Linked DNA regions of Drosophila melanogaster: region 1 is linked to region 2. The links are chromatin contacts, called in public HiChIP or PLAC-seq maps. All regions are on one chromosome and are shown on one strand. Each heading gives the region's core, a stretch centred on a gene start, on an enhancer-like site or on the middle of the called end of the contact. The rest is flanking DNA. Distances are from core to core; before and after follow the strand shown.

Region 1 (5,633 bases), core at 581-3,080, 100 kb before region 2:
GCGTTGGGGTGTTCAGGATGAATTCCTGCGTGATGGGATCGTAGTCGGCTCGGGTTTCCAGGCCCCGGACAAAGGTGCCGTGACCCAGCTCCGTTTGCGCATAGGTGCCCAGGACGCCGTCCATGTGCCAGGATCGATTGAGCCACTGGGCCTGCTGCTCCTCGGTTCCCTGGCTCAGCAAGGTGGTCATGAACATGGAGAAATGCACCCGAAGGGGGAAGCTCTGCTGGAAGAGGCCCGTGCCCAGGGATCCGGAGAGTAGCAGCCGAAAGTCCCTCAGCATATTCACACTAAGCTGAAGTTGTGGCTGCTTCTCCCGCTGCCATTGGCGCAGTTTGGCCAGGAAGCGTGTGGATCGGGCCACGGTCTGTTCGTAGCGCTCCTTGTATGACAGACAGCTCGGATGCACTGGCTCCGCGAAGTCGGGATCCTCATAGAAACGCCTTTCCAGGGCGCGGCGCTCCTCCAGCTGCCCAGAGCCACCCGCCCACCAGCGGGCAAAGTCCTCGCTGTCCAAGGTGGCCGCCGCCCGCTCTCTCTGCAGATCCGCATTCACAGACATGATCGCTCTATCTCTCCTTCCCGATCTCTCTTTTCCTAGAGTTTTACTTTTCTACGGGATTTCCCAACTTCTCTGCTCGAACGACTCGATTGCACTGAGAAGTTGGTGGCTGGAAGAAACAGTTCTGCAGCTCGAAACATGGCAGCCAGGTCACCAAAGGCGGGGATAGCAGGGGAATATGGTTGGTTATCAGTGATCCGAAATTAAAGATGAGTTGCCAATTAATATACCGGGATTCTTTATACATTTACCACATTATACTCATAAAGGATGCAGTGTATAAGCTATTTATGGATAACTTATACAGAAGAGGCGATCTGGAACCCCTTTGGATGGTCCATCCTGCCTACGCCTTTGGAGCCCCACCACTGCCTCTCTTTCGCGCTCTGCCCGCTGGTGCTCCAACCGCCGTTGTTGCTGCATTGGAGTCACTGAACTGAGAACTGAGCCACTCTCAAATTGCTTGAGCGCCTTAGGGTGGACCATATTCCGTATTTGTCGAAAGTTTCTCAAACTGCGTCTTTCTTACAAGATGCACTTATCATGTTTTAGATTTCGTATCCTAGGTTGTATATTTGGACGGAATTTGTTTCTTACTATTAACTCAAACGCTGATTTGTGTGTTGGTCCACCCTAGCCAAAAATGGCACAAAGTGCGTAAACATCTGATGAGCGGCATTATCTCCTAGTTTTTTAGTTCAAGTTTTTTTTACCGTAGATAAGAAAATCGTAAATATTTCTTGTTGTTTTTGTTTTGCAAAAACCCACAAAGCTCAACAAACAATTATTTCTTTTTCGTACAATAACATTTTTATTTCGTGGATTTCTTGTTATCAACATAACGTTTCTCAATTGGATGACGTTTAGAAAATCTAAGATAACCCTATGGGCCATTGTCAAATTGTTTATAAATAGAAACTAAAAGACATGGAAAGAGCGATTTTATTTATATAAATAAATAAATATATTATTATACATACGAGCTTCTGCAACCTGGATTTTAGGACAAATTCTCAATTTAAATTTCCCGCTCTTCAAGAATGCAACATAAAATATAAAAAAACACTGGCCATTTTAATAACTATAAAGAGTAATTATTATAATATTATTGATGTGCCAAAAATGCAACGTGAATTACAATTTATTTTACAAGAAAACATAAGTTTTGTAATAAAAAAAAGCTTAGGAGTACCCCTATTAAAAAGTTTTCAGCATAAAAGCTCGTCGAATGTGTGACCAATTGTCGGAGTAATTTAGTGGCGCCCGACGAATGGCCACACTGCCGGCCAGCTGATCGCCCGCGTGCAGATTTCTCGACTTTATTTTCCTTATTTGGCTGTTGTTGTTTTGGGCCGCCGGTACCGCTTAGCTTTCTGTCTTCCTCTCTCTCTGTCTTTCTCTCTCGCTCCCACCAACGGCACCGCCATGGGTAAGAACACGAAGCGCAACAAGAAGACAAAACAGCAGCAACAGCAGCCACAACAAAACGGAGTAACTGCATCCGCATCCGGCACAGCAGTCGAGGATTTTGAGGACCAGCAGGCGGCCAGTTCGTTGCCCAGTTTAAACGGCAAAAAGAGGAGCCAACTAAACAAGCTCGTCGAGGAACTGCTTGACTTGGTGGAAAAGCAACCGGCGAATCCCAACGAGGAATGGAAGCAGTACGGGCAGCTACAGGAGCTGCTCAAACAAATCATGATCCTGGAGGAGCCACTCAGCCAAGCAGTGTGTCCGCAGATCAGCGATTCCCCCGACGATCAGACCCGTCTGGCCAAAGTGGAGGCGTTCAGTGCGTGGGCCAAAGATGGCGGAGTTCACAGTGAGGGACTGGAGATAGCCATCTTTCCCGGCTACCAACTGGGTCTGCGGGCCACCCGACCGTTGGCCAAGGATGAGCTGGTGCTCAGCGTGCCCCGGAAGCTCATCTTATCCGAGGAAAACAACTCCGATTGCCGCCTATTTGGCAAAATGACGCAGGCCACCCACTTGAACCTGGCCTATGATCTGGTCATCGAGAAGATCCGTGGCGAGTTCAGCGAGTGGCGGCCCTACATTGATGTTCTGCCTGCCAAATACAACACCGTGCTATACTTTACCACCAAGCAGATGGAGCTCCTCCGGGGCACCGCTGCAGCCGCTCTGGCAATGCGTCAGTGTCGCGTCATCGCCAAGCAGTACGCCTTCCTCTACAAGTACGCCCACACCATGACTGAGCCGAGCACCGGGAACAGGAGCCATCCGGGCGAAAGAGGCCTCTTTTTCACGCAGCACGGACTCTGCTACAAGCTATACAGGTGAGTTTCGATTGAGATTTGGGATTGCAATAAAGGTGCTAAAGGTGCCTTAAAAAAATATCGCTACTTTTAAAGTTTGTTCTACTAAGTTTAAGAAGAAATATGATTCTGTGCTAAAAAGATGGCTTAAGGCCAAGTTTTCTGCTCTGAAGATCTTTTCAGTTGGCCTAGAAATAGAAATATTGTATACCTTTCCGGAATTCCATTTTTAAATCCTGCCCTCGTGTTGATCTTTCCCTAAGTGTGTTTTTCGGTTTAGTTTGGGCTTGTTTTTGCTGCAGAGAGGCCTCTGAATCTGCCAGTTGTCCCACTGGCCATAAATTACATGTTCACTTACAGCTGGTGCTGTTTGTTTTAAAGCGAGAGTAGATGCATATGGCCAGATTGCCCGACCATTGTTGACCTTCCCGTCTGGCATTGTGATCGCATTGTTTTGCCGAAGATCTACGATCTATTTACGGATCCGCTTCCACTTGCGACGGCTGGGTCATGGTGCACTGGGATGGGTCTGGTTGTGGTTGTGGTTCTGGTTCTCCACTCGCTTCTGTATTTATAGTGCCGCGATTTCGACACCAATCTTCGGTTGTGGTCGAAAACCCCAGCGAGTCATGCGGTTAGTCAAGTGCTTTCGAAATGCTTGAAATCTTTGCCACAATTTGTTCTACATTTTATTTCTCAAAAAAATCAAATTGAAACTTATTTACATACATATTTGAGCGTGCTTAAATATATAATTATATTTATATATATAAATATATATATATATATATATATACTGTCGCCAGATGTTCTACTGCCTAGTGAGAGGGGCGGGGGTGGTAACGAAAATCAAATCAAAAATAAAGTGCCTGCACTACGAAATAAATACAGGTGTTTCATCTATTTTCACTTCTTGGTTTTTGCAGTACATTTTGCGCATTTAAAATATTAGTGTTGTTGTTGTTGTTGCTGTTGGTATTGTTGTGCTAATGACCACGCCCACATAGCGCCCATTTATGCCTTGCCTTGATCTAAATTCAATTAAATTTTGGTATTTTAGTCAGTGCCAGAAAGAAGTTTGCTTCAGTTAAATCGTATCGAACACAGTTTTCTTCATTTTCTTTTGGTTTTTATTTATTTTGTTTTCGTAATTTCCTCATTAATATTTATTGTCCTCATAAATGGTTTTATTTTGCTTTCTCGAATTTCAATATTTATTCGATTTGGGCCTTTTTTTGGGAAAGTGTCTGAACACAACTGTACCTTGTTTGGCTAAGATCCTGTTCTGTTGTTCTGTATTTAAGTTAGTTTTCGTCTTTATCTCGTGCTAAGAAACCCATTTGAATGCCGTGTCCTATGATTTAGTTGATAGAGTCGCGTTAGTTGATGGATCATAATCGTACATTAGGTCTAGATAGTTGGAAACGATAGTTTGCCGAGCTTAGAGACTAGCAACAGTGCGCGCCATAAACGTAGGGCGGATTGAACTAGGTTTTGCGGTCTACAACGATACAAATGAATCAGAAAATAAATAAAGTAAAAATAAATAACATAAAGTGGACTATACAGTTTACATTCCAATCTGTCATGAAAATATTTAAAAATGAACACTATTCTTTTTAAACTGTATGTCTGCACAATCTTTTTGAACCTTTTCTTACAAAGCGCCTTATGGCCATGCCACGCACTGTCTAAATGTGTTTTCTAGGTTGGTTTTTTGTTAGTTTTACTTTCTCTCACAGAATGTTCCTCTAATCGAGTTCAAAAAAATTCCACCTCCTACCTGCTTAAACTAATTAATCGACTAACTTTTGCTCCTTCGCGTTAGAGTGTGTATGCTTGTGTGTGTTGGGGGGATGTCATTGTGTGTGTGTGTGTGTTAAGTGTACATTTATATAAAACTTGGCCTAAACAACGGTCTATTGTTACTAGAGGAGCCTACTGCCTATTGCCTAATTGTCGAAGGATTTGCGCAGTGTGTCGAATAGATATTCCTGCACCTCCGGCGAACTGGGATCCATTGTGTTCAGCTTCTGTTGAGCACTTCTCAGCGAAATGGCCAGGCCACGCCCACTCAGCGCCTCCGGTGGAGCAGGTGGCTGCGCCCCCGTTGTAATGGTGGTATTCGTGGTGCTATTCGTGGTCAGCGAGGTGGCGGTGCTCATCGTGGCGGATCCATCGCGGGCAAAGAGCATTGAACTCTGCCGCTGCAGCTGATGAACGGGCGTGCAACAGGCCACCGAAGTGGAGATGCTGGCTATGCCCGTCTTAGATCCCGATCCTGATCCAGATCCAGCCCCTGTTCCCGAACTGGATCCAATGACCAGCTCTTCCATGTGCTGGCGCATCGAGGAACGACGCGATGGCTGCGCCATCTGCGGCAGCTTGCTCTTCATCGCATTGTAGGTGCGCAGGTAGCTGCTCTTTCTCCTGCGCTGCTGTTTCCATCGGCACACGACGAAGATGACCAGGAAGGTGGCCAACGCGGTGACCACTATCGCCGTGCTGGCCACAATCGCGGACTTGATCCCGGATGGCATGCTGGCGTACAAGCTGCTCAAATGCTGCTGCGATACGGCGGATGTGGCCGCCGCTGCAGCAGGACTGCGATGGAATCCCGGACCGGAGAGCTCCAGATCCAGGAGATCGTGTGCCCGCGCCACCTCGTTCTCGATCTCATCGATCACATCGTTATTCGGCGGCAGCCGACTGTTATCCGCCATCGAGGAGGAGTTGCCGCCATAAGGACTCACGCTTAGATCAATGTCAATGCTGGTGGGCTCCGAATCAACGTTGGA
Region 2 (5,828 bases), core at 2,094-4,593:
GGTAGTCAAATAACTAGTTTTAAATGCCATTCTAAGCAGTTCATTTTTGAACTTTATAATATACTATACCATTAAAATAGAAGTAATTTAACATTGGGTGTGACATTACTAATGTATGGAGTGGTAGACAATTTGTTAAACCAATTAAGTACCGGAAATGTCATTCATTTCGATTTTGAGCCGAAGGATTCTAGTATAAAATAGTAGCTCTTAGTGATAAATAAGTATCCATTTACAATTTTACGAAATAAAATAAAATGCCAATTCACAAATGAGCTGGATTAATGTATATCACAAACATTGCATAAACACCGACTCGCATTACTCTAAAGTAGGCTCGAATTTCTAGATAAGGCTTGAAAAACGATAATTCGGTTGAGTGTAAAGAATCTTGTATCTATAATATTGTTCAGTAGCTGGGGTATAATAAATGATACCATAGCAACGTTGATATTATATTCCAGATTACGATTGGGCATTACTTCTCAAACTTTGCTAATAGCTTTGATATCCCAAAGTTTGATAAACATTGTGCATTAATTGGAGGAAAACGTTAGCTAGCCTAGTGCTCAACTCACCATCATCTGGGCGTGGAGCTGCAGGTTTGTCTGTCCGGACATCCATCCGCTGCTGGCCAAAGCCTGGACGGTGGCCTGCGATAACATCCTGTTGTTGCCCTGCGACTGCTGGAGCATCGACGCCGCTGCCGCCGCCTGGGAATTGAAGGCCGCTACCGCGGCTGCCCCAAAACTATTTGCCGCATTCGCCACACCATTGGCGCCGGCGGCAGCTGCTGCTGCGGCGGCGCGTTGCTTCATCAGATGCTGTTGATGCGCCGTCGCCGCTGCTGCGGCGGCAGAGGCAGCGTGCTGTTGCTGAGATTTTGAGGTCACCTGTTGGCCACCAGCGGTGTTCGCGGAGGATGATGCGGCTGATGTGTTCTGGCCCATGTTGCCGCCGCTGGAGGAGGAAGGGCCGGACGATCCGGAAACGGAGGTGGTCACTTTTGGAGGCGGCGCCGAGGGTTGACGGGTCCAATTGACCGAGTTGTTGACATTGGCCCGATTGCCAATGAGCAGATTGGAGTCAACCACCTTGCTGGGCCAGTAGTCCTCGAATTCGGTGCCATTTGGGAAGTAGCTTTTGATGTCCGTCAGCGAAATCACGGCCACGTTCTCGCTGGAGAAGAGCTCATTGCGTATGCCCTGCACCTTGCAGCAGAACTTTAGATAAGCCAGGTCCCAGCCATTGAGCAGCTCCGCTTTGGTCTTTAGATTCTCGGTCTCGCCCTCAAAATAAAAGAGCGGCACAACCTGCTGATTGTTGCGCACAGTGTAGGGCACCACGGACTCCTTGTTGATGCGAATAAAGCCGCACTTCTCCGACGGCGTCTTGCTGCCGGAGACTAGTTTCCTATAGCAAATATCCAGGAACTGATAGAACTTGGATGCGTCACTGAGACGCACCACCAAATCCTTTTGGTTGAAGATGTCGCGACCGAACTCGCCGTCACAATGCTTATGATTAATCTCGATGAAGAGACGGGCCTCCGCATCGGTGATGTAGTAGCTGCGCACGCAGGTGCAGCTGGAGTAGATATCCGGATGCAGGCAGTTAAGGTATTTGCCCAGCAGTTTCAGTTCGATCATGCGCACGGAGCAGTACTTCTCCGATTGGCGATAGATGTACGGTATGGATACCTTGCCGAACTGAGCCCAGCCGAAGTGGCCTTGAATGGACTCCTCGTCGCAGGGTCCCGTGGAGGACTTCTTGTCCGAGCCGGAGTCGCTGACGGCTCCATTCGAGCGGCCATTGGAGGCCAAGGCGGGCACCACCTGCATGGTGCCGTTGGGTAGTTTCTGATGACGAGATAGGTAGTTCATGATATTGGTCTGGCCATTGCCATTTGTGATCGGCGGCTGCATGTTGCCACCGGCCGAGGATGCCGCAATGGCGCCCCCATTCGAGTGCTGCATGGCCGCTTGACGGGATGCCTGCTGGGCGGCCTGTTGCTTCTGCTGCTCCTTCATTTTGGCAGCTAGTTCGCGGATCTCGGCGTCATCGGGACGCTCCTGCTTGACGGGCGGTCCCAGGGGACCGCCCAAACTGTTGCCGTGGAGCGGTAGGCTCTGGCCATTGGCATCGATGACGCTAGTGATCTGCACATCCTCGCTGGCCATCGCTCCTCCGCACACTCTCGCTCTTTTGCTCTAGAATGCTGTCTTGCTCGCGCTCTATGTAATCTTGCGTTATCGTACTTTTCCAGACTTTTCGATATCCACACTTTTGGTTTGGTTTTATATTAGGAGCTGTATTGAAAAATTTACTTGTTAGGATGACAGTTCGATTGGTACTGCCAGCATTTCAATTTGATATGTTATTTGTGTATGTATTTATATATATGCTCATATATGTCAATATATATTTAACAAAGACTGCATTATGTCTTACTGATTTTTTTAATTATTCACACATCAAAATGAAATTCTTTTGGCAAGTGTATTTGTTATTTAAACAGAACTATAAAAGAAATAAACAGCCGGCTTGTTCGATCCTTCTCTTTCTGGCACACAAACGGTCACACTGACCGGCTGTCTCACACACACACACACACACACACACACGTGATAATTTTTTTAGATGTTTTCCTTTGCAAGTGTGCGTGTGTTAATGCGCGCACTTATTTTTGTTGTTTTTCGAGCTCATTTCAACATTTTGCACACAATGCTATTGCTGTTGTTGTTTTTGGCATATAAATTATACATTATGTATGCATGTGGTACACTTACACAAACAAACGCTAACTGCATTTTGGCAGTGTGGCAAAAAAAAAAACAAAACTATTTAATGCATTTGTTGTTATATTTAGTTGCTGCTTTCTCTCTCCTCGTTTGCTTTTGGTTTATTAAATTCCTTTTTGTTGTTTTTGCGACGACGCTCGTGGTGAAAAAAAAAAACAATTTGTTTGGTTCTCTTTTCTTTTGATATTCGCACTTTTTCGCTAGTTTGCTTTAGCGCTTGTTCCGCATTCGACGCCGACGCACGTCCGCCCGTCTTCGCAATACACAAACGAGTGTGATCGTTGTTACGAAAATTATTTCAACGAAGTCAACTGAAAAATGTGTACGGCACACACACAAACCTACAGCCGTGCGCTCACCCACACTGGCGCAGCGCGCCGGCAGCGACGCCTACTGCGGCAGCGGATGCAGAGCGCAAAAGAAAAACGGAAAACACGAAAGAGAAAAAAACAAACACCCGTAGCGCAGTCGGCGTCGCTGCAACGCTGCCACGAACATTTTGCCGAATTGTTGTTGCTGCTGTCCGTCTCCCTTTTGCGCCCCCACCCCCCTTCTTATGCATTTTCCTACTCTGCCATCGCTCTCTCTCACCCTATTCGGCTAGCCCCCTCCTCGACGAACGCCTGCTCTCTCTCTCTCCTTCCGCTCATCGACTAGCTCTAAGCTGCGACGCCGACGTCAACGTAGCTGCAGAGTTACAACCCACAGTGGTTAAGACATAAGCAACTTATGGAAATTAATTAAGGGATCTTAGCCAATTCAGTATGAAAGTAAAATTTTATAAAATAATACGAATTTATGGGATTACAAGTTTACCATTTGTTGAATATTTAACCTCACAATTAAGTTCTTTAAATACTCTACACATATGTATCTCGAATTTGAACTTTTTATTGTTAAACTTTCTCTCAAATTCGCATTATTTTTTAGTAACACCATCTGGGAATCAAGCAGATCAAAAAAGGCAAGCTTCTTTGTGGCTTACTCATATAAATGGTGTAAAAAATAATGCAAACTAGCTAAATTTACTTTAAAATTAGTGTTTCCTTGTTACATGTTTACTCTTTACATACAGTTGTACAAATTTATTTGTATATATTATTTCTCTATAAGAATATAATAATGCCATTTTCCCCTGGCATTTGAACCACGGTACAAGGAAAGCTTAAGCTATGCTATATACAAGACCCACACACACTGACACATGTTCACAGAGAGCTGGCTGGGTCACAGTATTGGTATTGGTTTTGGTATTGGTGGTGTGATGATGATGTTGTTGCTTTTGTGCGGGAGTGGGTGGGTGGGTGCTCTTTGTGGGCGAAGGCGTGGCGGGGCGGCTCTATTTTTGGCAAGCACCAAAAGCAAAAGCAAAGGCCCCTGCTTAGCATTCGATGGCCACCTCTCCTCGCTCTAGCCCTCTCCCTTTCCCACATGCCATCACTCTCCCCGTCCCTTTCGCACCGTCGAATGCAAGAAGTTTTCGGTATTCGCGCGCTCTGCGGCTTTCAAGACAGGCCCCGTTCCAGAAGGCAGAGAAAACCGGGAACGACCGAGCACGAACACGAACAAACGAATACACGAGTTCACGAACGGGCGCAGCTCCAAAAGGTCGCCCCGACTCTAAACATTTACCAAAAAAAAAAATTTAATTAGCCAGGTCCAAGAGTCCAAGTCAAATTCCATTGTGCCGCCATCATACGGGGCTAAAAAGTTAACTGCCAGTTAATAACGAGTCCCGCGAAGTACAGTCAGATCAAAACAGGTGTTATTTGGTCCCGAAAACTAAACGTACAGTTGCGCCAAAACACATTGTGATATGTATTTTACTTAATGCAATGTCCACTTCAATTTATTTAGAACCAACTGTAGCCTATTAAAGGTTCTACTTGTTTTCATTCAATCATATGCTTATGTGTGTAATAGGATTACACAATATAAACCGAAACGCAATTTATATATGAATGTACGTAAGTACACCAATCAGTTTTTAGGGTATTCAAAAGCCGAGTGTCAATGGAAGGCACTGCAGTTTATTGGTATCTCTCGGCTTTGGTTTCAGGTGTCTCCCGGGCTTTTTAGTTTGTACGGTACGAGACTCTCCAGTGCGTGGCTTTCTTTAATTCTTTCGTTCTACGGGCTCCCTGTTTCGTGGCATCTCTCTTGATTTTGAGTGGGGGTTTTGATTTTTGGTGTTTTGCTTTGCTAATTAGTCAGCTGTGCGTGAGTGTGTTTGGGTATTTCTTGTACTTTGTGTGGAAGATGTTTTTTGTTTTTTTTTTCTCTACGGCCATGTAAACCCCCTTCTAATAGTGCGGTATTCGTATTTAGTCATATGCTTAACTATGTACATAGATATATATGTATATACATATACATACATAAATCTATATGTACGAGGCTATGTGCAACGGTTAAAGTGTGCGAAATGTGCATCTGTAGTGGTGGGCATACGCATTCGACATCGTCAGTCGCCATCGATGCGAACGAAGAGTGTACGAGAGTGAGAGAGAGAGGGTGTAAGTGCGAGGGGTTGGGTAAGGGGAGAAAGAGGGAGACAGCGTGAGAAGCGAGCGTTACGAAAGGCCCCGTTTCGTGCGCGCTTTGCTATGTAAACACGACTAAACATGTGCCTGCATGTGTGCGTCTGTCTGCATGTATGAATCTAGGCGTACACATGTATGTATGTTTGCATGCGTGGATGTAGACCGTTCGTTTAACCATCAATGGGAAATATTGGATTGGGCGTTGGGTGGCTCAAAACGGGGGATTGGGGCGGTAGGCGGATGGTCGGCTCTGCCGTTTGCTATGATTTTGGCAAGCTTCACGATTGCGCAGGGAACAGAAAACCGATATTTGCTGCACAAAGAAGTAGAACTAGGAGGGCTTACCGAGCTTGATGATGTTTGTACATATATATGTACATATGTATGTATGTATATACATATGTATGGTGGCAATATACAAAAATACAAACGAACAAGAGATCTTACCGCTTAGAAACGGTTAAATTTTGCCAAAATTACGTTA

What was found. HiChIP or PLAC-seq counts read pairs in DNA pulled down with a chosen protein or histone mark.
Region 1: a POLR2A S2P HiChIP or PLAC-seq map of the Kc167 cell line shows a contact between it and region 2, with 4 times the contacts expected there. The contact joins the promoter of Setd3 here to the promoter of CG43736 in region 2. A contact is called at or near these places in 29 of 107 Hi-C or Micro-C datasets (the D17-c3 cell line, the Kc167 cell line, the OSC cell line and 12 more) and 3 of 6 datasets of contacts at active chromatin or transcription factors (the Kc167 cell line and the S2 cell line).

What each region holds. Positions count from the first base shown.
Region 1 is chrX:6,964,947-6,970,579 of dm6, reverse strand. Setd3 (SET domain containing 3) reads left to right here and starts at 1,830. Exons shown (of 3, transcript NM_167100.3): 1 at 1,830-2,856. The coding sequence starts at 1,988. It overlaps CG14431, which reads right to left. Exons shown (of 4, transcript NM_001298044.1): 4 at 1,751-5,633. The coding sequence ends at 4,788. It overlaps CG4586, which reads right to left and starts at 662. Exons shown (of 2, transcript NM_132143.3): 1 at 1-662. The coding sequence starts at 562.
Region 2 is chrX:6,865,742-6,871,569 of dm6, reverse strand. It overlaps CG43736, which reads right to left and starts at 3,343. Exons shown (of 5, transcript NM_001298043.1): 1 at 2,790-3,343; 2 at 579-2,309. The coding sequence starts at 2,180. CG14434 reads left to right here and starts at 4,376. Exons shown (of 3, transcript NM_001298040.1): 1 at 4,376-4,768.